6 separate regions of the Mus musculus genome follow, and all the other regions are linked to region 4. Evidence: chromatin contacts called from public promoter capture Hi-C data. All regions are on one chromosome and are shown on one strand. The core of a region is the stretch at or near the end of the contact, and the rest is flanking DNA. Distances in the headings are between cores, read along the strand shown. Region 1 holds the start of Cyb5r4 (cytochrome b5 reductase 4). Region 2 holds the start of 4930524O08Rik (RIKEN cDNA 4930524O08 gene). Region 3 holds the start of Morf4l1 (mortality factor 4 like 1). Region 4 holds the start of Snx14 (sorting nexin 14). Region 5 holds the start of Pgm3 (phosphoglucomutase 3). Region 6 holds the start of Tbc1d2b (TBC1 domain family, member 2B).

Region 1 (4,305 bases), core at 1,733-4,232, 1.4 Mb after region 4:
TATTGCAGAGGGACACTCTTGTCCAAGAAGCTCATTCCAAAGTATGAGGAGAATGGTACTGCAGACACACTCACGCTTGAGGACGCTTGCGTACGCACTTTCTGGAGTCATATCTAATTTAGGCATTCATTTATCCCAAAATAAATAGGTCAGGACCTCTGGGGTACACTCCATCATCTAACTCAACCTTCTTGTTTTGACCATTGGTGAAACTCTTCTGGTGACTCCTCCCAAAGAATAAAAAGTGAGAAAAACAATTCCTATCCCAGAGAAAATCACTGGGTTCTCTCTCCATTCAGTAATCCCTAAGGCAATTAATTCTTTGGAAATGCAACTCAAATCATAAATCTTTCTTCTACAGTGGCTCCTTATTCCTCAACTGTTAATCAGATCCTCTGGTCACAGTTTGCATTACTAGCTCCATGTTTTAGCCTTGACTTTCTACAACTTTCTATCAAATGCTCTGGCCTAATGGGCACAGATTCCCCACTGGTGTCAAGCACTTGCTCATAGTATTTTCCTCCAATCTAACTCTAATTCTTTTTTGGTGCTAATACCCTACTGACGTACGGAATATAATTGTCTGTTTTCTTATCTGTGCTGCCTGTGAGACTAAGTCCCTTGAAATCAGAGACCACCCTTCAACATACTACACTGTCTTAGTATCAGAGACCACCCTTCAACACACCATACTGTTTTAGTATCAGAGACCACCCTTCAACACACCATACTGTTTTAGTATCAGAGACCACCCTTCAACACACCACACTGTCTTAGTATCAGAGACCACTCTTCAACACACCACACTGTCTTAGTATCAGAGACCACCCTTCAACACACCATACTGTTTTAGTATCAGAGACCACCCTTCAACACACCATATTGTCTAAGTTTCCTTTTGCTGCTATGATAAAACACCATGACCAAAGTCAACTTATAGAACAAAGAGTTTATTTTGGCTTATGGTTCCACAAGGGGATTCCATAATGGCGAGGCAGGTGTGGCATCAGGTACCCAGAGCAGGAAGCTGATTAATCATATAGCAACTGCACACAGAACAAACTGAAAATAGGTGAAGCTGTAAACCCTTAAAGCCTGCTCAAAGTGACATACTGTTTCCAATAAAGCCAAGGTTTCATAACATCCCGAGACAGCACCATCAACTGGGAACCCCATGATCAAATGCCTTAGCATATGTAGGACATTACAGTTTCTCAATAAACACTGAACAGCTATTGCATAAGGAATCTGTCTCTGTGTAAGATTCAAATTGGTGAGATTTGAATAAAGGGCGTAAGGTAAGGAATATCTGCTGAGTGCGTAGCAATGCTGTGCTATGGAAAAGTCTCATCTCAGGCCTATGAACAAGACAACAACAACAACAACTGGTCACGCGTACATACACCTGAGCCAGAATGTGACTGCGATGAAGTAGTGGGTCTTGGAAAGACATCTCTTTCCTACTCCAAAGTTCTAGACTTTTAACAATTTAACAATCAGCCTATCTGGCTGAGTTCCATTTTTGAAAACTTTATCTGACTGTTTCATTGTTTTATGCAGTCCTAACTCTGCCTCTCAAGGGTTCGAGATTGTCTCATTTCATAACAAAGAAATTAATCCTACCTGAGGGTCCTATTAAATTACACAAAGATCTTACTTTGCCCTCTTTGGGGACAACAAAACTTACTTCTGCTATCGCATCTAAGGAACTTGCTGTCTTTGCCTAGAAGTTTTCTCCTTTAAATGAATGCTGAGAACATAGCCATTTTAATGAAGAAAGTCAGTTACTGACGTTCTCATTCTACAAAGGGCAACCTTAGACTATGGAGCCAAGCACTTAGCTTAAAGAGAGAGCAAGATACCCAGTTGATGGCTGGTGAGCAGAGGCGCACACACAGCAATGAAGGAAATGTCATAATCACAAGCTTACGTGACTGATAGCAGACTTTCATCAACCTATTTCTTTTTACCAAGAATGAAGATAGTAAACGTCCCTAGCTTCAGGGTAACTGTGAAGATTCAATGGGCAAAGGAAAAGGACTCCAGATACACATGGCCATCAGTGAGCCCACAAAACATCTTAGTGCTATGTATGATTAAAGCTGGGGACAGACATTTCTGAAAAATAAATGAAAACCTCAATTCCTTTTCTGATCTAAGGGCAAAACCTCAGATCTAAGTGGAGAAGAATGGAAAGTCTCAAAGTCATATAAAATAAAACTCGAGAAAGGAATCGAGTAGCCCAAGAAGACAGAAGTCTCAAAAGAAAATACCAAGATGTGGTTACAGAATAAGGAACTAGCAAAATAACATAAGAGCATTCGCCTTGCAATGAATACACTACACAATTTGTACTGAATTTTGCAACTATATATCTGTATTTCCACCTGCTGCTGACAGTAACCATATTCAACAAATAGACAAGAGCATGGTACCAGATTCAAAATCAACCAGGGGTGTCTACAGATGAGGCAGTGCTGGAACCACTGGCTACCGTATACACAGAGGAGTGCGACTTGAAGAGGTGGCACTAAATCTGACGGCAGGTTTGCAGACTCCAATCATCCCTAGCCACCGCCACTGCTCAGCCTGGATCTTTGACCGTAAAGAACAAAAGACTGGAGAGGACAGCTTGAGACAGAAATGCAACCATGCCGGAAGCGGGGTGCCGAGTGGACTTACCGCGGCCAACTTCAGCAGCTCAAACACACTTAGGGCGTTTGAGTTAGTAGTCGAACGAACGGCGTCGCCACTTACCTTGCTGCGCCCCTGGGAGGAGACGCGCTGCTGGGAGCCGGGGGCCGGGAAAGCCTGGGAAGGGACGTTCAGCATCCTGGGCCCCCGGCTCGGGCCGCATCCGGGCTCCGCCACCGGACAGGCTGCCCTGGTGGGACCCCAGCGCCCACCACCGTCCGTGCGGGCTCCTTGGCCCGGCCGAGGCCAAGCCCCCGACCCACTTCCGGGGTCGCCAGGGGTCAGGCGCGTCGTGACGCAATCACGCTCACGAGAGGCGGGGCGGGGGCGGAGTCAGAGGAAAGGCTCACTCACTCTGTGAGCCCGGTCGCCCGGCTTGGGAAGGGGTGGCTGTGCGGGGGTTGGGGGCAGGGCAGCGCATGCTCAGTTACTCTTTGGTCCTAAACTTCAGCACCACAAGGAAATGACAGCTTTCTGCTGAAAGATCAGAGAGTGAAGCTGTTCCCCAGCCCTGGTGCTGATAGAGGCCGAGGGTTATTTCTGGTAGAACAAGAAGACCAGTGCCTGTCTCTTGATAAACAACAATTGAAATATGAAAGAAAACAACACTATCAAAACGTTCAGACTGCTGAATAGTTCTCTCCTGTAAAATACTAAGCTCTAGGAAAGAGGACTTCACAGTTTCATGAGCTAAGAAGCCGAACTCAAGCAGCCTCTGCTGTGGGTTAAGAAACGTCACGTTTGGGGAACCAGTCTGGAAAACGAGTAAAAGACGTTTCCAGACGACGTTTCCAGAAGACCTTCTCTATCCATACACTCACACATTCTTCCTCCTCCCATAACTCTTCACTTTCCCTGAAATCTACAAGTAGCTCACTCCTAAATAGAGTGATTTGGTTTTGGTGTCATCCTTGTATTTAATGGCCTATGCACGCTACTTTTTATTAAAGGAACATTTTGTCTGTATAGGCTTGGGTTTCTGTAAGAAATAAATGGCTATATCTAAACCATATACTGTATATATTAATAGGCATGTAACAAAAGACAGGCCACCTTATACTATCCTGATTTGTTAACAAGAGAAATTCCTAACACTGTGGGTCCATGTTAGTGATACATTGGCTTTTTCTTTTTGCTAGGAAAATACACAGATCCACAGGGTGGAATCCAATAGAAAGAGAACATTTTCCCAAAGAGTAGTTCTAAATAACCCATCCCATTCTCTGTGGGGTTCTAATTTTTTCTGATTCTGGACACATCATTTACTCCAGCTATGTAGTTTCCAGAGTCCCTGGGAGTCAAAGTTGTGATAATGTGGTTTAATATTATGAGAGAGTCTGTGGATATGCTTAGTCATTCAAGCACGGGACATTTCTTAGCTAGCTAATTACCTCTCATCTCCACCTCTACCCATTTTTATTCTGGAATACTGCAGGAAAATATTTTTGGTATATTGTCAGACAAGCATTGAACTTGCAGTTCTCCTGCCTCATCCTCACAAGTAGCTCAGATTATAGATTAATAAAATATGTTTGTTTGCACCTGAACTGCTGAGCAGGTGATTATATAAAAACTAAAAGGACTTCATGAGCATAATCTACTGTGTCACCC
Region 2 (4,395 bases), core at 1,861-4,360, 1.4 Mb before region 4:
AGCAATGGGACAGTAATGGATATAATAACCATATTAAATATTAATATTCATTTAACTGAAATTACCAACTCTATTTTTCTCTGATGTACTAAGCTGGAGGAAAGATTGACTTCTTTTTACATTTTTCTGACAAGGAAAAAAATGACATTACATAGTTCTTGTCTTATGCAGAGACTATTCAGTGATTAAATGAACATGAATGTCAAAAAAATGTTAGAGTCAAGTCAGGCACATTGGTGCAAAAACAATGTTCTTTTTCCAACTTTTGTTAAGTTGCCAATACTTTCAAGTTTTACAGAAATTATATTATGTGATTTTTTTCCCCTTCATTTAAAAGCACAGTCTTGGATTTTGTACTTGGTTTTGGTTTTCTAACCTTTTGTTCAAACAGGCTCCCACCCCTTGAAAGTGAGCATGTATACAGATACACAGACACACATAGAGATATACACACAGATACATACACTTACACATGCAAATCCACACAGACACACAGATACACATAGAGATATACACACAGAGACACACACTTACACATACAAACACACAGAAACACACACATACATACAGATACACATACAGACACACAGACACACAGACATACAGATCTATGGACACAGACAAACATACACATGGAGACAGATACACAGAAATAGACAGACAGACACACACACACACAGAGACACATACAAATAGACACATACACACACCTTTATAAGCTTCAGGTCCCACGAAAAGTGGAAGGGCCCTAGGATACCCTTTCTGATTCCAGACTAACCCATCTTCTATGGCACGCCTTCCTATTCTACAGTAGGGGACAGTACTGTCTGTCTGCTCTGGGAGTGTCATCAGCACCCCCTGACTTGGTGGTATGGCGATTGGTTTCAGACTCCGTTGAAGGAAAAAACTACATGTTTTTGGTTTCTGTGGCTGTGTCCAGACACTTAATCTGAGAGTCTGAATTTGAGGGAGGCTGGAATAAACAAACGGTCACTGCCCTGTGGAGCCCAGAGCACCTGAATGGTGAGTACGTGCTCGGGCACTCTTGCCTGTTTTTCATGTGGTCTAGAAGAGATTGCTTCCCTCAGGGATCCAAATATCTAATGTAGAAGAAACCACACACCTTCTCAGGAATCTCCTTGTCACCTTGCCATGGTGAAGGCACAAATCCTGGGCAGCCTTCTGCCCTATGCAGTCACCAGGCTGGCCCCGGCTGTCTCTGGGAGGCTGACTCATGCCAAGGAAACAGATCTGGGAATGTCTACAGAGTTCCTGGTGGTAAGGATGAAGAACTGGGCATAAGTGGAGAGCCGGGACATGTGCAAACGGTGAGGCAGTCACTGAGCCGCTGGAAGAGTCTGGGGTGTCTGCTCAGCAGGTACCCACCAGTTCCTGCTTTTTATGTGAGGGTTCTCTAGAGAAACTGGGGAACGAAGTAATTTTATCCCTGAGAACATCTCTCTTAAACACCATGAACCTCATTGTACCCGACAAATGCAAGCTAGGGAAGAAAGGGTTCACAGGTCAACTACAACAGCAGCAGCTTGTCCCCTTACGTCCCTAAACAGAAACAGATAAAACATTAATTACGTGTAAGACAGTGCTTAGCCCTCTCTCTACCCATTCATTCCTGGACCTACCCCATAAATGGTGCCTCCTGCTTTCTACATGAGTTGGTCTTCCCAACTCAATTCACCCAATTACGAAACTCCTTCATAGCCCCAGGCCAACCTAATCTAAATAATTCCTCATTAAAACCTTCTTCCCAGCTCATTCTAGGTTGTCAGAGTCGACATCACAGTCATTTTCTTTACTTGTAAACAGTGATGGATAATTGGGACAAGCAGAGTAAATAGCAGCGTTACTCTGAGTGACAATCCCTGATGACTGTCTTGGCCTTGTGACAGTACTGTCTGAAGTGAACGACTTGGTTTTAACCCTTGTTGCCTGCAGAATTTTTCACGGAGGCTTCTCTAGATGTTGGAAGCTGCAGACATTTCTGGATTAGATCTGGGAAGCTTCTGGATGGTGGGTCTCCTCTGAGACTACCTAGACTAGCAATTTCCACATCCCAGCCAGAATCCCTGGATCAAAATCTTGTACGAAGCTCATTCTGTCTAAGGCTCGTGGTGGGTATAGGGCTCAGAGGCTCACAGGTGCTCCCTCTTGTGGGGCGGTCTGCAAGTAGCATTCTTCATCCGGGTGTCGGAGGAATATCCGTAAAACGTATTCCTTGGTGGAAGCCATGACTCAATTTAATGGGAGTGAAGATCACAGAGAAGAAAATTACCCAGAATGACTTAGGAACCCTTTGCTTTCTCCTGGCCTCAGTTTCCCTATCTGTATTTTGAGACTGCAGTCTTCCACGCTCTCAACATCCCAAGCACGTACTATATTAAAGCATGATGCGGGCGCCCCCTTGTGGTCAGAAAAGGCCTTGGCTGTTGGAGGAGTTGATGGCGTCTGTAGGTTTACGCAAATGGAGGCCCAAGACAGGCCTTCCTGTTTTCTGCTCGATTTAGTGCTCTGTCTCGAGGTTAGTCTCTTCTCTTGATTGATCCTCATATTCTCACATCGAGTGGAGCATCAGGAGGCCCAAAGAGACATGATGGACAATGTTCCCTTGGCGATGCCACTAACTGCGTGTGATTTTCGCCAGGGCCTTTTACCGGAAGCAGGCTTACATAACTGCAGTGATGGGGGATGGGCACTGTCAGCCTTCAACCTGGCATCTAGGAGGTCTGTGAAATCCCCTGAGGTCTAGGGAGCATTTGTGCAGACCAGCAGTTGTAGGAGACAAAGGTCCAGTGTTTTGTCTGCGTTTCTTGAGGTGGCTTTGCCGCTTTGAGTGCATTAGTGATAAAGCTTCAGGGGAGAGGCCTTACCTTCAGAACGCTCACATCGGGCTCCTTTTTGGTCACCAATACTGAGTAGACGTGCTTTAAAAGCCAAAGAAAAATGAAGAAAACAACAAACAAACAAACAAACAAACAACAAAAAAAGCCAAGTCCCCTAGATCAGAACTGACAACCAGGGCAAATGGTCTCAGCTCTGTATACCTCTGCCTGCTGGTTTTCCTGTCCTGTAATCCCAACGTGATCCCTGGGAACTCCAAAGACAGGAACTGACAACAGGCAGTCCTGGCGGGCTCTGTTAAGCTACAAGGATGGATGATGGCTGGCTTCAGTTTCTAGTCAGTTTCACACTGCCACGGAATCGGTGACCGGTTCTGTCTCCTTTTTGCAAATCATGAGTAGAGGTGGAAGAGGGAGGCTAAGTCACCACGGTTAGTTCACTTGATTCTCACAATAGCTCTGGGAAGTAGGCCTGTTATCACCATGTACTTACAGAAACTGAGTCTTGGAACTGGAGAGTGACTTATCGCATACCAGAAAAGGTGTTGATGGTGGGGCTGTGTGCGTGTCCATGTGAGTATATATGTGTATATATTTGTGTGTGTGTATATTTGCTTATGTGTTTGCATATATGTGGGTGTATGTATCTATGTGTGTGCATTTATGTATTGTGTATATATGTATATGTGTATATATTTATATATGTATGTATGAATGCATGTGTATATCTGTGTGTGGCATATTTTCCTCTAAGTTTTACTATGTAGTTTTTTAAAAAATTTAGCATATGTTACTTAGGCATGATAATGGGTTTTATTATGACAGTCTCTTACATATATAGCACGTATTTTACTCCTAGTCACCTCCATTACCCTTTCCTGTCACTTTGCCTCTCCTGCTGAGCCTTCCTCCCACCCCAGCTAGGCCCCACAATGTTACATTCATGTCTTCTTTACAAAGAGGAACTACTGAGTTTTGTTAGTGTTGCTTACAGAGACATGGCTGCAAAGGTGTTGTTACAGGAGAGCACACACCTTCACTGAAGACAATGTCTAGTCCTCTCCCAGACACCACGGAATCGCTGGGCTTTTAATTGTGATTTGCAGCTGGCCCATGTGGCACTCACAGGACTGACGAGGGGCACTCAGCACCTCAGGAGACATCATGCCCAACTGTTGGAGCCACTGGTGTGTCCACTAGAGCATTCTGAGCACGTCCCCAAGGTGTCTGACTGAGGTCCTTGTCCCAGTTTCTGGACTGAATTTCTGGCTGTATAGCAGTTTCGGACAACCCATAACTCTCCTCTTCAGTTTCTCATTTCCTGGTGACAGGATCTTATCTTGACATTCCCTGGCCCACACCTTGCTTTGATCTGTCACTGGGCTTGGCAAGTCACTCATGCAGAAGTCCACATGTCCTCTCTGTTCCTTACAAGGCCTGGAGACTGGCAGCTCTCCTGGCCCCCCCTCCCTGCACAATAACATAGGGCCACACCCACAGAACAGTTTATCAACACTGGGGCACCAGTGACTTCCCACCA
Region 3 (4,046 bases), core at 1,400-3,899, 1.7 Mb before region 4:
CTACAAGAGCAAGTAGCTCTTTTAACTGCTGAGTCATCTCTTCAGCCCCACTATCTTCATTATAAAGGAAACACTAAATTTTAGCTTGAGTATGGAGAAAACAATTGTGCTCATGGGCTTCTAGATTAAGCTCTTCTGATCTAATTTTAAAATGGCACAACAAATAATGACTCTTGTCTTGCAGTCCTGAAGGCTTGAGTTTCAGAAGGTGAGAGGAGAGAACCAACTCCACATAGCCTCCCTCTGCCTCACATGGGGGCTGGGGCACTTGTGCAGATACACACAGCATGCACACAGAATATGTTTAAAAAGAGGGAGGGGCGTGCACAGCTGGAACTGGAGTTTCCCTGAGGTGCCCTGTGAGTGATGGGAATTGAACCCAGGCCCTGAACTAGTGCTCTTGATTAGCCATCTCTTCAGTCCTCATAATGAAATCTTTTTTTAAAAGATTTATTTATTATTTATTTTTATATGTAAGTACACTGTAGCTGTCTCCAGACACACCAGGAGAAGGCGTCAGATGTCATTAAGGATGGTAGTGAGCCACCATGTGGTTGCTGAGATTTGAATTCCGGACCTTTGGAAGAGCAGTCAGTGCTCTTAACCACTGAGCCATCTCTCCAGCCCATAATGAAATCTTTCTAAACGACCATAAACATATTTTTGTTGAGCTGACTCCACGGATAAAAGGACCAGTTGCTAAGGTTAATGGCCTCAGTTCTATACCCAGAACCCAGATGATAGGAGTGAACTGACTCTTGCAAGTTGTCTTCTGACCTCCAACAGCTGCATAACACACAATAAATAAATTTTAAAATTTGTTATTAAGGTATAATGTAGATATGGTAAAGATTATTAATTTATGTGTATGTTTGGACATGCCCCAAAATTCACGTAATCATAAAAGATCTAAAAACCAAGATTCCTTAGTGCCCTTTTTTTTTTCTTCTTGTACTTAACAGGACTTTATTGGTTCAACAATGAACAGCAAAGGAAACATTAACTATCACTCTGGGGGCGACATCATGGAGACATCAAAGTTACCCGTGGAAAAGTACCTCTTTCATATTTATCTCCCTCTACCCACCCTGGACATCCAATTGAACGCTGTCCTGATTTTTTCTTTTTTTTCTTTTTGGTTTTTCGAGACAGGGTTTCTCTGTGTAGTCCTGGCTGTCCTGGAACTCACTCTGTAGACCAGGCTGGCCTCAAACTCAGAAATCTGCCTGCCTCTCAAGTGATGGGATTAAAGGCATGTGCCACCACTGCCTGGCTGCTGTCCTGATTTTGAATCAATGATGAAAATGTTCACTCTTATACCTAGCTTCTTCTGCACAACATACTTCTGTTGATTTAAAATCAGAGAGTGGAAATAACATGTGTGGCAAGGATGTGGGAAAACAGGTATCCTCAACTTGCTGGTTGAAATGTAACCTGAGAAAACTTTTCACAAAGTAGTTTAAAGTACATCAGAACCAGGTTTGGTGGTGCATACCTCTAAATCCAGCACTTGGGAGGCAGAGGCAGGTAAATGTTTGAGTTTTGGCTAGCCTGGTCTACAGAGCTAGTTCCAGGACAGCCAGGGCTACACAGAGAAACTTGGTCTCAAAAAAAAAAAAAAAAAAAAAAATAACTGAAAAAAAAATAGAGACAGAGTTTCAGGAGCTAGACACTGTGAGTTCATGGTCCTCTCAGTCTATATAGCCAGTTCCAGGCAAGCCAGGGTTAAATATATTTAGTAAGACTCTGTTGAAAAGAGAAAAGGCTTTGACATAAAGGTTTGCCTAGGATAATTAGGTAGCTACAAAGTGTGGAAGGGCTTCAAATATCAGGGTGACTGTTTTCTGACTTATCTCCCTAATTAACAGCTCTGATCCTTTGTGTGCAATTCATGTAATTTAGTGGGTACAGGGGTACAGTGTTATTTCACAGCAGAGTACATTAAGGAGTTTTTGAACATAGGAACAATGTGAAGAGAGGTTTTGTTGTTGTTGTGGGTTGGGTTTTTTTTTTTTTGAGTATACATCCAATACTACCCCAAAGAAATAAGATGGCAAAAGATGGTACAAAGGGGTTAAGTATGGAACCTTGACTTTGACAGCAATCCAGGTTTGCCCCCTTTAGTGAGACTAAGTACTTCAAGAGTCAGAAGCTGCAATCTACAAATAGTCATGGGAACCGGACCCCCACCCCCTCCCAACCCCCAACTCCCTCAAACAGGGCATGGCTTTCTAGACACCGAAGCTTCTGGAGAGGATCACCTTCTCACTCGCATCTAGCTTCATTTCTGGCTTCCAGCGCTCTCCTAGGCCAAGTCCTGGTGATGCCGTGGAACTCAGGCTGCAGAGACAGTCCTGTCCTCAGGCCACTTCAACACCCCACCACATTTACCTGGCTTCATTTCCTATCTAAGCATCTGCCCCCCTTGAGTTTTTCCCATCCTTTCGTCACTAGCTAGTGATTTACTTATTCCTTCCTCTTTGTCACCTACAGAAAATAAAAATCTGGGTTTTAACAAGCCTCTGGGGTCTGGATACTTAGAGGGCTGGGGTTGGGGACAGGGGCGGTGGTGGATCGCGGGCGTGGGGGGGGGGCAATTGTCTCCCACTCCCCTCCCCCACCCTGCTGGCGTCATCCGAGGTCGAACTACCAATCCCGGCATGCCTCTGGGCGGCACGGGCGCAGGCTTGTGTGCGTAGCGGTTAGCCGTTGGCTGAGGCGGCGGCTGCGCGGGTCGCGGTGCTGTGAGGTCAGGCGGCGCTGGCAAATCGCGCCCAGGATGTAGAGCTGGCTGTGGCCGACGGCGCGTCTGACGCTGAGTTGGGTGGGGTAGAGAGTAGGGGGCGGTAGTCGGGGGTGGTGGGAGAAGGAGGAGGCGGCGAATCACTTATAAATGGCGCCCAAGCAGGACCCTAAGCCGAAATTCCAGGAGGGTGAGTGTGCCGCTTTGGGGAGAGGCATCTAACGGTGCACGGGAGAGAGGCTGACTCAGGGCGCTGGAGGTTTGGGGGTCGGGGTCGGCGGGGCTTGCGGCCGGGGGAAACCGTGCAGGCCTTGCTTTGTAAGGGGGAAAGGCGCACTGCGGAGGGTAATCTCAGTGCGTCATCCGCGACAGTGCTCGGTGGCGCGAAAGCGAGCCCCCGGCCACGGCCAGGGCCGAGGGCATCTCCGTGCGTGTGGCAGAGCCTCGGCGCTTGTTTGTTTGTTTTTCCGAGAGCGGAGAAAGTCTATTGAAGGGAGGTGCCCGGCGGGCGGGTGAGCGATGGCGACGGCGACGGTTGGGAGGTGATGTGGCGTGGGGGAGGGGAGCAGCGGCAGCGCATCCTCCCCGCTTAGCTCTCGGCCGCGGGCCGCGCGGGCGACTGTGGGCCGAAGGTTCGAGGCTGTTGGACAAACGAGCGGCTCTGTCTCGGCGTTGTGTGGAGTTCTGCTGTTGGGAGGACAGGGGATGGGGGGTGGGCTGTGCGCCCCGCGGCGGGAGAACTGCGTTGTAAGATGGCCGCGGCAAGATGGCCGCGCCATCATGGCTGCCGGCGTCTCGCAGCTTACACGCAGCTTCGGGCCAGATGCAGCGCCCCCTGGCACGGCGATCACGCGCAGACCAGTTCCTCCTCTTGCCTCTGAGTGATGGGTGGGGACAGAAAAAAAAATAAAACTGGAGCCGCCCGAGCGAGTTCCTAGGCTTGCTGTTGCCTGAGGGCATCGTTTTGCTGTTTTTGGAGCTGTGCGCCAGGGCCCTTTAAGTACTCTGTGCTCTGCCGAGCGGTTCTCGTGGAAACAGTTTTTAGTTCCTCCTTAGGGCGTTTCCATCTTGAGATGCATGGCCTCTTTGTCATTTTTAAATACAGTAGTTGCTTGACTGGTTGTAGTAGTATTCGATTTTAATGGCGATTTGAAAGCTAACGCTTATTAGTTGGCTTTGACTGAGAACGTTGCTGATGAACGGTTACTGCTAATGGAAAGCAGTTACTCGGTTCTCACAACTCATCTGTCGAGGTGATTTACTGATATACTAAAGGAAATAAAACTATAAGCATAAAAAGGAA
Region 4 (4,075 bases), core at 767-3,266:
AGTGCAGGAGCTGAAGCAAATCCAGTTCATAGTATTAGGCAAGACAGCGTTTTCTTTTCCCCTTTCTCGTGTAGCCCTGATTGTTCTAGAATTCATTCTGAAGACAAACTCGGAGATCCACACCTGCTCCTGCCCTCCATTGATGGGATCAAAGGCGTGTACCATCATTGCCTGGCAGAATTTCATAAACAGGATCGATTGAGGAAATGTCATAGCTGTTCTAGGGAGCTTAATATAAGTTAGAAAACTTCATAAGTGTAAAGTGGATAGTAAACTTTAAGAGTGAAGAAACATTTAGAAGTTAATTTTCATGGGTGAAGTCATAGCAGTGGGGTCTTGTGGAAAGATATTTAGTTAAGTTGTGCACTGATAACAATTTATGAGACAGTTAAGTCCTCATTACAACCAAAAATCCTGTTAGGGAAGAAATTCACTCTAAAACCAATATAGACAAATTGCCTAGTTCATTTTAAGTTCTGCAAAGGAATTAGACAAATGTTTCAAAGGTGTCTAATTTGAGCAGAAATGAAAAACAATCTATTAAAGGTACACTATCTTGGTTAACAAGTTCAGAAACTTAGAAGCAAAGCAATACAAAATGCAAGACAAATGACTAACCAGTTTAAATCACTTAGATTCACACTAGGCATTTTACGGTGCATGAAGATTAACATACACTTAATCCAAACGGTTTCTATTTCATTATTAGCCCCAGTCTATTTCAGTAAGGGAAGGCTATTTTGCAAATCTCGGTATCAAACCCTACACGTTTGGTAAACATTATTACTGGGTTACAGCCCTTTGGTCCTGTGATTTGTTTGAGAGTGTGTATTTGCTGTGTCCAGACTACTGATCCCTGTTGGGATTTACCGTGCTCTTTGTGGAGTTAACAGTGTAAAATTACAAAAGTGAATGTTAAGTGTGTACCTTGAAACTTCACATGAGTATATAAAGAATATATATATATAAAGAATTTGGTGACAGATGCACACTTCATGAGTGGAAATGTTACTGTCATCTAAAGATACTGCTAGTGTGTATTTAATGTTCTTTGGTACACGTTGTATTAAAGTTGGTTCTGAAGAAATTAGGAATACATGTAAATTTAAGGACAAAGACCTGAATTTCTAACAGCTGTAATGGGAAGAAAGGATGGTACATCCTGTAAAGGAAATGAGCCACTAAGGATCACCCACCTTTTCAGAATATTGAAAATATTAATGAAGCTGCACATACACTTGAGAAAACAAGGAGTTCTGTTTCCCTGTCTAGGGGAGAGAGGTGGCTTGATGGAAACTGCCAGTGTCAGAATAGCATGAAATTCTGTTTTCGCTAAGAAGCGATCCCGAGCAGGATCTTGCTTGTCTCAGCGATGTGATTATGCTGTAGTTGAAACTAGAATAGCTTACGCTCTAAGGGTAATGTTTGTAGGGTAAATTCAAACGCTTTACATGCCTGAGTTTTAGCTCCTACAAAATGCTGAATGAAATTCTAAAAGGGACTATCCAGATTCCAAGCCTGCTGTCGTCACACGCTGGGTTATGGTTAAGATCGCGGGGTGAGGTGACTCCCTCGTTGTTGGTTACGTGGCTAACATGACTTTCTTTCGGAGGTGGATTGCGGGTGGGTGGCGGGCGGGTAGGTTGTCATACGCCCCAGCTTGATCCCCTTTTAAAAAGCGGACTTGAAGGCGTCCTTTCCTCCTCTCCCTTAGGTGTGGCAACGAGAATCCGAGAGGTTGAGGCGGCAGGGTCCGCTGTATGGACTACATTTCCCAGAGGGCTCCAGGAGCCGCACGCGGCTGCTGTGCAATTAGCTTTCCCACACTCTTCTGCCAGTCTGCATTCTAGGTTTCCCTGGACTTCCGGATAAGGAAAGTGGGTGGCCGCGCCAGAACGTCAGTCCGAGCGCTCCCCAGTCCTCCCGCGGGATGGTGGCGGCGGCCTTGGGGCGGCCTTGCGTGTGGTTGGGGCGTTGGTTGCGCACGCGCGGCGAGGGTTGCGGGGCGGGGCCTTGTGCGGCTGAGTCTAGCTGTGAAGCTGGGTGGTGGGTGGCAATGTGGCTCCGCCGCCGGGGTTTGGGGGTGCCCTCCGCCTCTGCCTCTGAGGGCGGCACGTCCTCCCCTGCGTGGACTGAGATGGGGTCTTGGGTGCGGACGATCTGCGGGAGGCTGAAGCAGCGGCTGCGGCTGGACGTGGGGCGCGAGATTTGCCGTCAGTATCCGCTGTTCTGCTTTCTGCTGCTCTGCCTCAGCGTCGCCTCGCTGCTCCTCAACAGGTACCTGCTGTTGGCCCCGCGGCGGCCGCTCGAGAGCCCGCAGGCTGCTGGGCGGCGGGCAGGAGCGCACTCTGCACCGCGGTCTCGGGAAGGGCGGCCCAGGTTGCTCCCGGATATGCGGACGGGTGCGGGCCCGGGACCACGCAGCCTTCGTGGTTACCTGGCTCTCAACCTCTCCTTTTTGACCATTTCTCAATGACGAGCCTTTATCGTCTGTTTTACAATTACAATCTGTAATGCCACCTCAGTTCAGTAAAGGTGATCGGAGGGAGGTGGCTTCAAGGTTCTGTCGCAGCCTCTCCTCTTGGGGAAGCCTTCTCTCGCAACAGTACGCCCTCACACCGGCACACACCTTTGCAACCACAATTTCGTCTCTTTAAAATACTGGTTTTTGACCCAAAGTCAGAAAGCAGTGTAGTACCCATCGCAACTCTACAATATTCTGGTTTTTCTTTTTTTTCAAGATCTGTAGTTAAATTGACATTTTGAGGTCAGAAGTCTCCGCCCCTGAAGCTTGTTGTGTTTTATATTTCCAGAAGTAGTATGGGTGCAGTGATAGTAGAAAAGATGTGTACTTAAAAACATCGTCACATTCTTTTCTCTGTTTTGAACAAGCAGTCGCCTTTTATTTTGAAGTAATTCATTTGCAAGAATAACAGTGAGAAACATACACAAGAGATTTGACTTAGTAGTTTCACTAAGGCTATTTCCTGTGATTCTGACAACAGTTTTGTTGTTTTCCTTCATTTCTCGCTCTCTCTCTCTCTCTCTCTCTCTCTCTCTCGTTTCTGCCATCTTGGTGGCTTTGTAGAATTGGGGCTTAAGCGATAGATTAACAGATAGTAATTACTATGAATTACTGTCTTACAGAAAAAGTGCCCGGCTTGTGATGATGAGGTGCTTGATTGTAGGGCTGTGGGAGAAGTGAGTTCCTTTAACAGCAGACATTACTAGTTACTTAATACAGTTCTGTCCTCTGAAAGGTGTTTCAAGCTGGACTAGCAAAGCCGAGCAAAATGTAAACTATAGGATGTGAGTTTTGTCCTCAACTTTCTTCGATGGAAACTGACTAAAGTATAATTCTTCTCTAAGGTGCATCAGCCATGTGTTGGGGACAGATTGAACTAGCAATTCTGAGGTCACCAAAGTAGGAAGTCATAGAATGTAATGTGATATGTGATCTGTACTATGAATTGGTATTATGCAAAGAAGGGAGAAAATACACATACATTTTTATCTCTGAATGGTCATATTTGTGAGCAAAATTATTTTTGCATACTTCCCCCCGATTTGTTCCTATTGAATCAACTAAAGTGACATTAAACATCACAGTACTGTCCCTTTTATTTTATTATTTTATGTCTATGGGTGGTTTTTAAAGTTATTTATTTTATGTGTATGAGTACACTGTAGCTGTCTTCAGATACACTATTACAGATGGCTGTGAGGCATCATGTGGGTGCTGGGATTTGGAACCAAGGACCTCTGGAAGAGAAGTCAGTGGTCTTAATTGCTGAGCTATCTCTCCAGCCCCGTCCATGGGTGTTTTATCTGCAGGTGTATCGGCACCACGCCCATCCAGTGCTGATGGTGGCCAGAAGATGGTCTTGGTTCCCCAGGAAATGGAATTAGAGACATCAGTGAGCGGCCATGTGGGTGCTAGGAATGGACTCCTCATCCTCTAGAAGGGCAGTCCTGCCCCCCCCCCCTTGTTGAGCTCTCTCTCCAGCGCCCCCACAGTGTTTTCTTTGAATAAGTGGTTAGCGAGCCTTTCAGGAAAAGAATTAGGGAAGGTGCA
Region 5 (4,302 bases), core at 100-2,599, 1.9 Mb after region 4:
TTCTGGCCTCCAGGGGGCACTGCATGCACATGATGAACAGACATACATGAGGGGGAAACACGCATACACATTAAAAGCAAAACACGATAGGCACCCAGAAACACTTAGGACCAATGAAAGCACCCACCTTGGGCTCCTCAATTTGGAGCGTGATGACAAATTCGATGTTGGGTGGGAGCGCCTCCCTGGTGCCTTCCAGATACCTCTTTATGTTTGTTAGGGCGTTTACATCTTCGAGTTTTACTTCTCCTTGATTAGGAAACATAGAAAACAGCATTTCCATCTCCAGCAGCTGAAGCTGAAGGCTTTCTTTTACTGACCCTGACATGTCTCCAAATCAGCCGGCTTGGAAACCTGGAAAAGGCCCAGAAATAATGGGGTTGTAAATGACGACTGGTGTCCAGGAAATTTTCCCAAGGTCCCTTTTCTAAGAGGCAGTCCCGCTGTTTGTAGAGAGCTACGGGCACGCATCCATACACTTTAGATTTCTCTCCTAGCCCCCCCCCCCCAATCTAGTACGCACAACATCCTTTAAAATGCTCCCTCAAACCCCAGAATCCTTGTCTCTCCTTCCCACCCTTGCCGGCCATTCTGGAGTCTGCGCTTTCAACAGGTGCTCGGGTGACAGATTTCGTGGCCGGTGGTTGCAAACACCTGTATTCCTGGTCAGCCTCAATCCCGGGAAAACCAGGGACCGGCCCGGGAATCCCACTTGGATCTCAAGCCTGCGCAGCTAGGAAGGATGCCTGCAGTGCGGAGGGGAGGGCTCTAGGTCATCCCCGCCGCCAGCCCCCATCCGCAGGCCCCCTCGGAGGACAGCCTCCCCGGACCGCAGTGGGGTGCAGCATCTCGCGCAGGTGCATAGGGACGCCACCGCAGAGCCAGGGGCTGGGAGGAGGGGTCTCAGCCATTTCCACTTAATAAAGTGACGCCTAGGGCTAAGCGGGTGAAGACCCGCGGGGATGACGCTGACCTCGCCTGGCAGGGGCTGGGCTGGGAGGTGATCTCGGTGGTCGGAGGGACGTCAACGCTCCCGTTCTTTAGGGACCCGGGACCCTGAGGCCCAGGCTGAAAGGCGCAGCTGTCCACCCCGGGAGCTAACCTTCGGCCCGCCTTAGCCGCCTTAGCCTCACCCTTTCAGATCACTCAAGCCAAGCAGCCCCGAACCCGCTCCGAACCGCAGCCGCAGTTCCGCGGGCGCGAGCAGCGCGCGGACGGCTGGGGGGCGGGGCTTGGCGCATAGGGCGGGGCCACAGACACCAACCCGCCGCGATTGGTCGGGGCGGGGCTTGGTGGTGCAGGGGCGGGTTCAGCGGCCCTTCCGGGCTGTGATTGGTGTGGGCGGGGCGTCGGGCCGGAAGCAAAGCTGGGCCACGTCTGCGAGGTCTGAGAGAGTTGGTTTGGTGCGCACTGCGCGGCCGCGTCTCGCCTGTGGAGAGAACGTTCTTGCTCCAGATCTAGGTGAGCGGGCGTGGAGAATGCCGGGCCGCTGTGGGTGGGGGTTCATCGGCAGCTGAGGCTGGGGCATGACTGCCGGACCTACCTATCCAACGCTGCGCGCGGCCCAGGTGCCTGAGGTCCTCGCGCTGTAGTGCGCGGAGCCGCGAGTCAATCAGTAGCTCGGAGCAGGATGCATCCCCAAGGGTGGCAGTTTGAATGAAAGAAGCAAACACTGTTAGGGCTTTTAATAAACATTGCCATACCTAATCGAAATTAGTTCGAGAACTCCAAATGCATTAAAGGGTGGAAGCATGCCGTTGTTCTATGACTGTGATTTTCCTTTGAGAGTTCTGAATTTCGTAGGAGTGGTTGACGCCCCTATGAATAATAGGGATACATTACCAACGGGTCATTTTTTTTTTTTTTTACAAAATTATATTCGTCCTTGTGGACAAAAGTTTGATAACTAAAGTAGCTTGGGAATGATCTATTTTACTAACCGGAGAAAAGCAAACATTTCCCCACACTTCTGGTAGTGTTGTGTATAGAAGCAAGGAAGGACAATAAAGCGAGGAGGTGTGGCTGTTAGCGGAGGGACAGCACCCCCTCTCTGGGCAAACTAGGATAGAGCTGACCCAGGAAGTACAGTTTGTGGCTCTGCAAATACACCGCTGGCCGAAGTGGAAAACCCGAGTTGAATGAATTGGAGGTATCCCACACTCACTTGTTTTTAAATGACAGGTTGGAAGTAGCATGGTAGATGTTAGTTGTTTTTGATGTTACTTTAGAAGGCTGCCATGCCTGTCTTTATGGAGATTGGTGAGGCTTCTGTGAGATGGCCTAGCTGATGGGGGTGGGGGTGGGGTTGGGTCTCAGACCAGAGGAAATGACTGTCCATTGTTTTTCTTTTGGGACTGTTTCTTTCTAGCTTGAGAGGAACAGCAAAAGAGCCACACGGATTCCAGGTTTCTGACCTTCAGCCTCAGCCTTTCACTGGCCGCACACCAGACTTTATATGATTAACCGAGGCCCACACCGGGAGTTGACCCTTCTGTAACATAAAATGATGGTGTGATGGCATTACTTTAGGACAGTTCATCCTGAAGACAGAGTGGAATAGGAGTGGACAGTGGCTGGTGTCTCTCCCGAGTCTGTCCTGGAGGGTATGGTTTAGGCAGGGGCTTCTGGGTAATTTTAACTCCAGGGTCTCCTTTTCTCTTCCCTGCCTTCCCAAAAGTGGTTCTCTGGAGAGGGTCCCATTGAAACAAATGTGCTACATTGAGTTGGCAGTTTACCAAGCAGTACTTGAAAGCTTTCCCTTCTTTTATTTCTTACTCTTGTAGGCATGGATCTGGAGGCTGTGTGTAAGCGCTCGGCACTCCATGCCAAGCCCCAGGGGCTCATTCTTCAGTATGGGACTGCTGGATTTCGGACCAATGCCCAGCATCTCGATCATATCATGTTTCGAATGGGATTGCTAGCTGTCCTGCGGTCAAAGCAAACAAGATCTACCATTGGAGTCATGGTTACGGCCTCACATAACCCTGAGGTAACAAGGTGCTGTCTTTATTTACAAGACTAAGCTATAGTGTCTAAGAATCTTGAACTGAAGTCCACACACTTTTTTTTTTTTTGGATTTTCGAGACAGGGTTTCTCTGTATAGCCCTGGCTGTCCTGGAACTCACTCTGTAGACCAGGCTGGTCTCGAACTCAGAAATCTGCCTGCCTCTGCCTCCCAAGTGCTGGGATTAAAGGCGGGCGCACACATTCTTTCCCTCCCTCCCTCCCTCCCTCCCTCCCTCCCTCCCTCCCTCCCTCCCTCCCTTCCTCCCTTCCTCCCTCCTTCCTTCCCTTCTTTCTTCCCTCCTCCCCTCCCTTCCCTCTCACCCCTTCTATCTGTTTCTCTATGTAGCCATGGCTTTCCTAGAACTTGCTCTGCAGACCCAGGCTGGCCTCAAATTCACAAAGATCCTCCTGCCTCCACCTCCCAAGCGCTGGGATCAAAGGTGTGTGCCACCATCACTGGCTCAAAGTCCACATTTCAATGCTGGGAGTCTGCCTCCTTATTTGTCCACACCTTTGGGTTTGAAACAACTCTTGCTGCTGCTGTGCAGCTCAAGGCTGAGCTGGGTGTGGAGGGAATGAATGGGATGAGGCTATTTTCTTGGAGAGTGTCCAGATTAGAGAAAAAACAGAGTGTCCTTCCAAGTTTGGATGGAGACACTTTATCAGTAATGTTATCGTCACAAGGAACTGAAGGGGCAGTGCATGGAGACTTGGGGCCAGCTGGTACCCAGGGCAGTTCTCAGCCATGAGCTGGGTGAACGACAGCAAAGGTTTGTTTCTCTTTTAAGGAAGACAATGGTGTGAAATTGGTTGATCCTTTGGGGGAAATGTTGGCCCCTTCCTGGGAGGAGCATGCCACCTGTCTGGCCAGTGCGGAGGAGCAGGACGTGCGGCAAGTGCTTGCTGCCATCGTGGAGAAAGAAGCTGTGGATCTGACACAGACCGCCTTCGTAGTCATTGCCAGAGACACCAGGTGAGGATGAGAGTTGTCTGTCTGTGCAAGCGTAAACATCCTTGAAGGAGCCATCCCATCAGTGGGAAGGCAGGATTAGGAGAGGCCCAGGCCACGCACCACTCTCTGCTTTCCTTTTTAAGTGGCACACAGAGGCTAAGTTTGGGTTTGGAGTCCCCACAGTTTTAACGCTCACATAATGTGATCGGGTTGGTAGTCTTTGGAAGCCTCTATCTCCTCAAGCATGATGGTGCCAAGTCAGCATTTCTGTGAGAGCTCCATGAAATCATCTGTGCTCCGTAGCCATGTCCTTGCATGTTGGAAACATGCAGTGAGTGTGACA
Region 6 (4,396 bases), core at 1,896-4,395, 1.8 Mb before region 4:
CACTTTAGACTTTTCTCTTTCAGTTCGGCCAGAATTGCCATGGAGACAAGGTAATGCTCAGCTGGAGAAACAGACCAACAGGTAAGACCACTCCATGCTCTTGCAGAAGACCAGGATTCTGTTCCCAGTACACACGTGGTGGCTCACAACCATCTGTAACTCCTGCAATACCCTCTTCTGAGGTCTGCCAGCACCAGGCACACACATGATACACACACACACACACACAGGCAGAACACTCATATGCATGAAATAACATAAACAAATCTCTTTTTAAAAATCAAAAAGGAAATTAAAATAACACAACTCATCATCATGAAATAACAAAATATTATGGGATGTTCCATAGAACTTTTTAATTTTCTATTCGTGTTTTCCTGGACATAACTACATGAACCAGGCACTTTCAGTGCCCACAGAGGGGGTTAGATCCCCTGGAATTGGAATTCCAGATGGTTGTGAGCCAGGTGGGTGCTGGGAATCAAATCTGGGGGCCCCTGTAAGAGCAGCAAGTGCGCAGAACCATTAAGCCAGTGGCTTTCAACCTGTGGGCCAGGGCCCTTTTGAAGGTCAACTGACCTTTTCACATGGGTCCTGCATTTTGAGAACCATAGCTCTAAGCCATTTCTCCAGCCCTAATCTTTGAACCTTTTTAGAGCCAAATTGTGTTGATATTTACTCTGGGACATGAGAACATTTCAGTGTGTTTCCTATGACATAAGGTAAAGTCTCCAAAAGGACGAAGGCAGGGCCCCGCAGCACCAAAGTGGCGTCCCAATTCCATCCAGTGTGAATGTGCAGGGAATTCAGACACAGCAGAGTCAGGCTGGGACCAGCCTGGGATCCCTTGCCCAGCACTGTCTGCCTGCTCCAGCCTGCCAGCCCAGCTAGCCTCCCAGGGTCCTTCCCTCTGCCCAAGAAGGACGTTATCTCTATATTTGCCAGACATCTATTTCCAAATGCCATCTGCAAAGTTTGAATCTGTCCTCTAGGACCGTAATCCAGTGGTAGCCCCGCTTTCTCACAGCCCACTGACTGAACTCAGACTGGCTGTATCCTTCTGCCTCACACATCATCTCACACATCATCGACACTGCCCAGGTCGACTCTTCCCAGCTCTTCCCCTTTCTGTAGCATTTCAAAGTCATACCCATCCTGATGGCCTTCTCCACAAGCCAATTAGTCATAGGCCCTTGGATCCACAGAGTGAGGCTCAGATTGAACTTGGTTCCCCTCACTCGCTGGAGCAACCCAGCTGGCACGAAGCACAAAGGACTCTAGCCTACTGCGCACATAGACCGGTAAGACTGACAGATTCCTCTCTCTGGATCTGCTTACGGAGGAAGAAGCAACACTAATGACAATAACAATGGCAGTAAACAAAAGACTGCCACAAAAGGAAGTTAAACAGCCTGATCTAAGCTTCAAATGGGCAGTCTACTTTGGTGTCCTTGTCTTTTCTGGGGTGTGTGCGCATGCGTGCACATGCGAGTGAGCGCTCCAGAAAGAGAGAGCGCACTCGCACATGCACGAATTTAAAATAAGCAAGAGGGGGTGCATAGGGTTGGAGAGATGGCTCTGCAGCTAGAAGCACTAGTCCCTCTTGAAGAGGTCTTGGATTTGGTTTTCAGAACCCACGTGGTAGCTCACCATTATCTGTAACTCCAGCTCTATGGGATCATGCACCCTCTTCTAGTGGTATATTTGATATGTCCTCACAAATATAACTAGAATGTCTACTTCTCTTTGGGAAAGGTGAGCTTTGTACTCATCCTTCCTTCGCCTGGAATGCTGTTCCCCTCCTCAGTCTCTAGTTACCGTTCCCCCTCCCATCTGACGTAGGTCTCTGCTCACTTCTTAAGATCTGCCTCCTCTGACCAACCTACAAAAGTAGCTTACCTTCATCTTCCTTTACAAACTCCATCCTTTTACTATGTTTTGTTTTGTTAAGCACTTAAAAACACCTTGTGAGGTTGTTCTGAGGGTTCAAATAAGTTGATACAGGAAGTACTAGGAAGCTGGGTGGGGCTAGCACATTCCTGTAATCCTACCACTTGGGAGGTGGAGGCAGGAAGATATCCAAGGCTCAGTGCCAGCCCAGGCTATGTGGAGAGAGCTTGTCTCAGTCCTACATTCCCGACACCCTCAAGTAATCACTGGCAAGTGATGTCTTATAGTTAGGGTCTCTATTGCTGTAATAAAGAACCATGACCAAAAGGCAGGAACCTGGAAGCAGGAACTATGGAGGACTGCTCCACACAGCTTGCCCTCTTATGACTCGCCCGTCACTGTTTCCCCAGCCTGCTTTCTTACTTCATCCAGGACCACCTGCTCAGGGGTGGCACGGTCCACAGTGGGCTGGACCCTCCCACATCAATCATCAATCAAGAAAATGCCTCCCAGACTTGCCAGCTTCCCCCCCCCCCCAATTAAAATTCCTTTTTCCCAAAGGACTATAGCTTGGGTCAAGACAACAAAACACTACCAGCACAGTGGTATTTTAAGCAACCATCCTTATTTCCAGGTCATAAGGGCATTTGTGCAGCAAAACAACTTCTATTTGTTTGCCTTTTAAAATGTGTGAATTATTGTTGTGCTTTATTAGAATATAATCTCCATGAGGCTAGGAAGTCACTGCCAAGTCTCCAGTGTGTGAATCCTACACAGAACGCCCTCCATAAATTTTTTTTCATTCAGTGAACAAACCAGGATGTAGAGAGGCAGTACATACTTTGGCTTCCATTCACAAACTCTACAAATATTTACCGAACACCCACTCTGTACCAGGCAACAGGCGCTCTCATTTTCGTAGTATGAGCCTATGACTGGCTGGACACGGATTTTAAAATCAAAGCTTATTCGGAGTTCAGGGCAGTGTTAAGTAGACTTTCCTTAGTTTTTTTTTAGAAACCCACTCGTGGAATCCACGCTCGCATAAAGAAACAGAACTTTTTCTCCCGGGATAGGGCGGACCTTGAATGCCCAAAAAAACAACTAGTAGAGGACGGGTGGAGCTAGCCTGGATCGCTAAAGAACCCAGGCTACCCACGCTGCGGGGGCGCGGCGGGGGCGGGACTACAAGTCCCAGGCTGCTCAGCGCGCCACGGCCCTGCGGAGGGCGCGGCGCGGGGAGGTGGGCGCTGCGGCGGCGGCCCGGAGGAGCGCGGGGCGGGAGCGCGGGCGCGGGCGCCGGCGGCAGGCCATGCCGGGGGCCGGGGACGGCGTGGAGGAGAGCTGCAGTGGTGGTGAGGGAGCGGTACCGGGAACAGGCTCGGAGGCTGGGGCGGTGGCGGGACGGGAGCCCTCGCGGCTGTGCGGCTACCTGCAGAAGCTGTCGGGCAAGGGCCCGTTGCGCGGCTACCGCAGCCGCTGGTTCGTGTTTGACTCGCGCCGCTGCTACCTCTACTACTTCAAGAGTCCCCAGGACGCTCTGCCGCTCGGCCACCTGGACATCGCCGACGCCTGCTTCAGCTACCAGGGCCGCGATGAGGCTGCGGAGCCCGGAGCAGATCCGCCCACACACTTCCAGGTGCACAGCGCCGGTGCAGTCACCGTGCTCAAGGTGGGACGATCGCGCCCCGGTGCCCACTCGTGTCCCGTCAGCAGATTTCCCCCTCCACCTTCCTTCCTTGTCCCAAAGGCCTCCTCCTGTCCTGCCCAAGCCTCTCTTTGCCACTGCCTACTCTGATTCCTTCCTCATTCTTATCTTTTTTTGCCCTTTACCTGTGCTTGGACTATGAGGCTGAGTCAGGGTTGGGGGTTACACAGCTAATCTTTTGACACTTTGACCCATTATCTCCCGATACGCCTTTCCTCGCTTCCCTCCTGTGTCCACGCTCACCATTCCTTGGATGCTGTGGGAGACCCTCCCACAGTTGCAGGCTTCCACCCTCCATCCCTGCCTAATTTATAACTCCTCCTGTGACCTTGGGTCCTCTGAAAGACCCCTCTGTGCTTCAGCTGCCTGCTCTGTAAAGTGGGGACAACAGTATTGGGATTAAGTGGTTTCCACTCTCAAGTGTTTAGTAAATATGGTACATTGAGTGCTATAGCCAGAGGCAAGTGATACCAGGGCCCCGGGAACTAATTTGCCACAGCCCCCTCTAGAGAGGTCGGGGTACTCCAGCAGTGCCCACTCTTGCTTCTTGGAAAAGGTGGGAGGGGTTGCTTCAGCTTATGGGAGGCTTCCTTAGGCTTCCCCAGAGAGATTTGAGTATTGGAGGCTTGGCAATGGTCACCAGTCCCGGGGCAGCATTTCCCTGTTGCTGAGAGTTCTAAAGGCCAGGACCTTGACATCTCCTAGGAATGGTCCTGTTTGGAGCACCCAAGGGCCTGGACCCCTGGCCTAGGGCTGGGCTGCCTCTCACTCTGGGCCTTGCTCCCCGCTTGGTTCCCT

Evidence for each region. Promoter capture Hi-C pulls out the DNA fragments that hold promoters and counts their contacts.
Region 1: a promoter capture Hi-C map of pre-B cells shows a contact between it and region 4. The contact joins the promoter of Cyb5r4 here to the promoter of Snx14 in region 4. A contact is called at or near these places in 8 of 39 promoter capture datasets (the 3T3-L1 cell line, the C10 cell line, cranial neural crest and 5 more), 1 of 484 Hi-C or Micro-C datasets (B cells), 2 of 115 datasets of contacts at active chromatin or transcription factors (astrocytes and large pre-B cells) and 1 of 9 other capture datasets (adipose tissue).
Region 2: a contact with region 4 is called in a promoter capture Hi-C map of pre-B cells. The contact joins the promoter of 4930524O08Rik here to the promoter of Snx14 in region 4. A contact is called at or near these places in 2 of 39 promoter capture datasets (hippocampal neurons and pre-B cells) and 1 of 115 datasets of contacts at active chromatin or transcription factors (differentiating embryonic stem cells).
Region 3: a promoter capture Hi-C map of erythroid cells shows a contact between it and region 4, with 29 times the contacts expected there. The contact joins the promoter of Morf4l1 here to the promoter of Snx14 in region 4. A contact is called at or near these places in 10 of 39 promoter capture datasets (the C10 cell line, the HPC-7 cell line, cranial neural crest and 7 more), 4 of 484 Hi-C or Micro-C datasets (B cells, CD4 T cells, Th1 cells and 1 more), 6 of 115 datasets of contacts at active chromatin or transcription factors (astrocytes, embryonic stem cells, epiblast stem cells and 2 more) and 1 of 9 other capture datasets (pancreatic islet).
Region 5: a promoter capture Hi-C map of pre-B cells shows a contact between it and region 4. The contact joins the promoter of Pgm3 here to the promoter of Snx14 in region 4. A contact is called at or near these places in 2 of 39 promoter capture datasets (hippocampal neurons and pre-B cells) and 1 of 9 other capture datasets (adipose tissue).
Region 6: a contact with region 4 is called in a promoter capture Hi-C map of erythroid cells, with 34 times the contacts expected there. The contact joins the promoter of Tbc1d2b here to the promoter of Snx14 in region 4. A contact is called at or near these places in 4 of 39 promoter capture datasets (erythroid cells, liver and pre-B cells) and 1 of 9 other capture datasets (liver).

Annotation. Positions count from the first base shown.
Region 1 is chr9:87,020,706-87,025,010 of GRCm38.p6, reverse strand. It overlaps Cyb5r4 (cytochrome b5 reductase 4), which reads right to left and starts at 2,982. Exons shown (of 16, transcript NM_024195.2): 1 at 2,758-2,982. The coding sequence starts at 2,832.
Region 2 is chr9:89,825,234-89,829,628 of GRCm38.p6, reverse strand. It overlaps 4930524O08Rik (RIKEN cDNA 4930524O08 gene), which reads right to left and starts at 3,110. Exons shown (of 6, transcript NR_040735.1): 1 at 2,392-3,110.
Region 3 is chr9:90,113,423-90,117,468 of GRCm38.p6, reverse strand. It overlaps Morf4l1 (mortality factor 4 like 1), which reads left to right and starts at 2,649. Exons shown (of 12, transcript NM_024431.3): 1 at 2,649-2,933. The coding sequence starts at 2,894.
Region 4 is chr9:88,436,870-88,440,944 of GRCm38.p6, reverse strand. Snx14 (sorting nexin 14) reads left to right here and starts at 2,016. Exons shown (of 29, transcript NM_001359958.2): 1 at 2,016-2,277. The coding sequence starts at 2,138.
Region 5 is chr9:86,568,889-86,573,190 of GRCm38.p6, reverse strand. It overlaps Pgm3 (phosphoglucomutase 3), which reads left to right and starts at 1,349. Exons shown (of 13, transcript NM_028352.4): 1 at 1,349-1,461; 2 at 2,784-2,989; 3 at 3,796-3,980. The coding sequence starts at 2,786. It overlaps Rwdd2a (RWD domain containing 2A), which reads right to left and starts at 1,203. Exons shown (of 3, transcript NM_001145969.1): 1 at 1,134-1,203; 2 at 128-354. The coding sequence starts at 328.
Region 6 is chr9:90,269,518-90,273,913 of GRCm38.p6, reverse strand. Tbc1d2b (TBC1 domain family, member 2B) reads left to right here and starts at 3,145. Exons shown (of 13, transcript NM_194334.2): 1 at 3,145-3,562. The coding sequence starts at 3,203.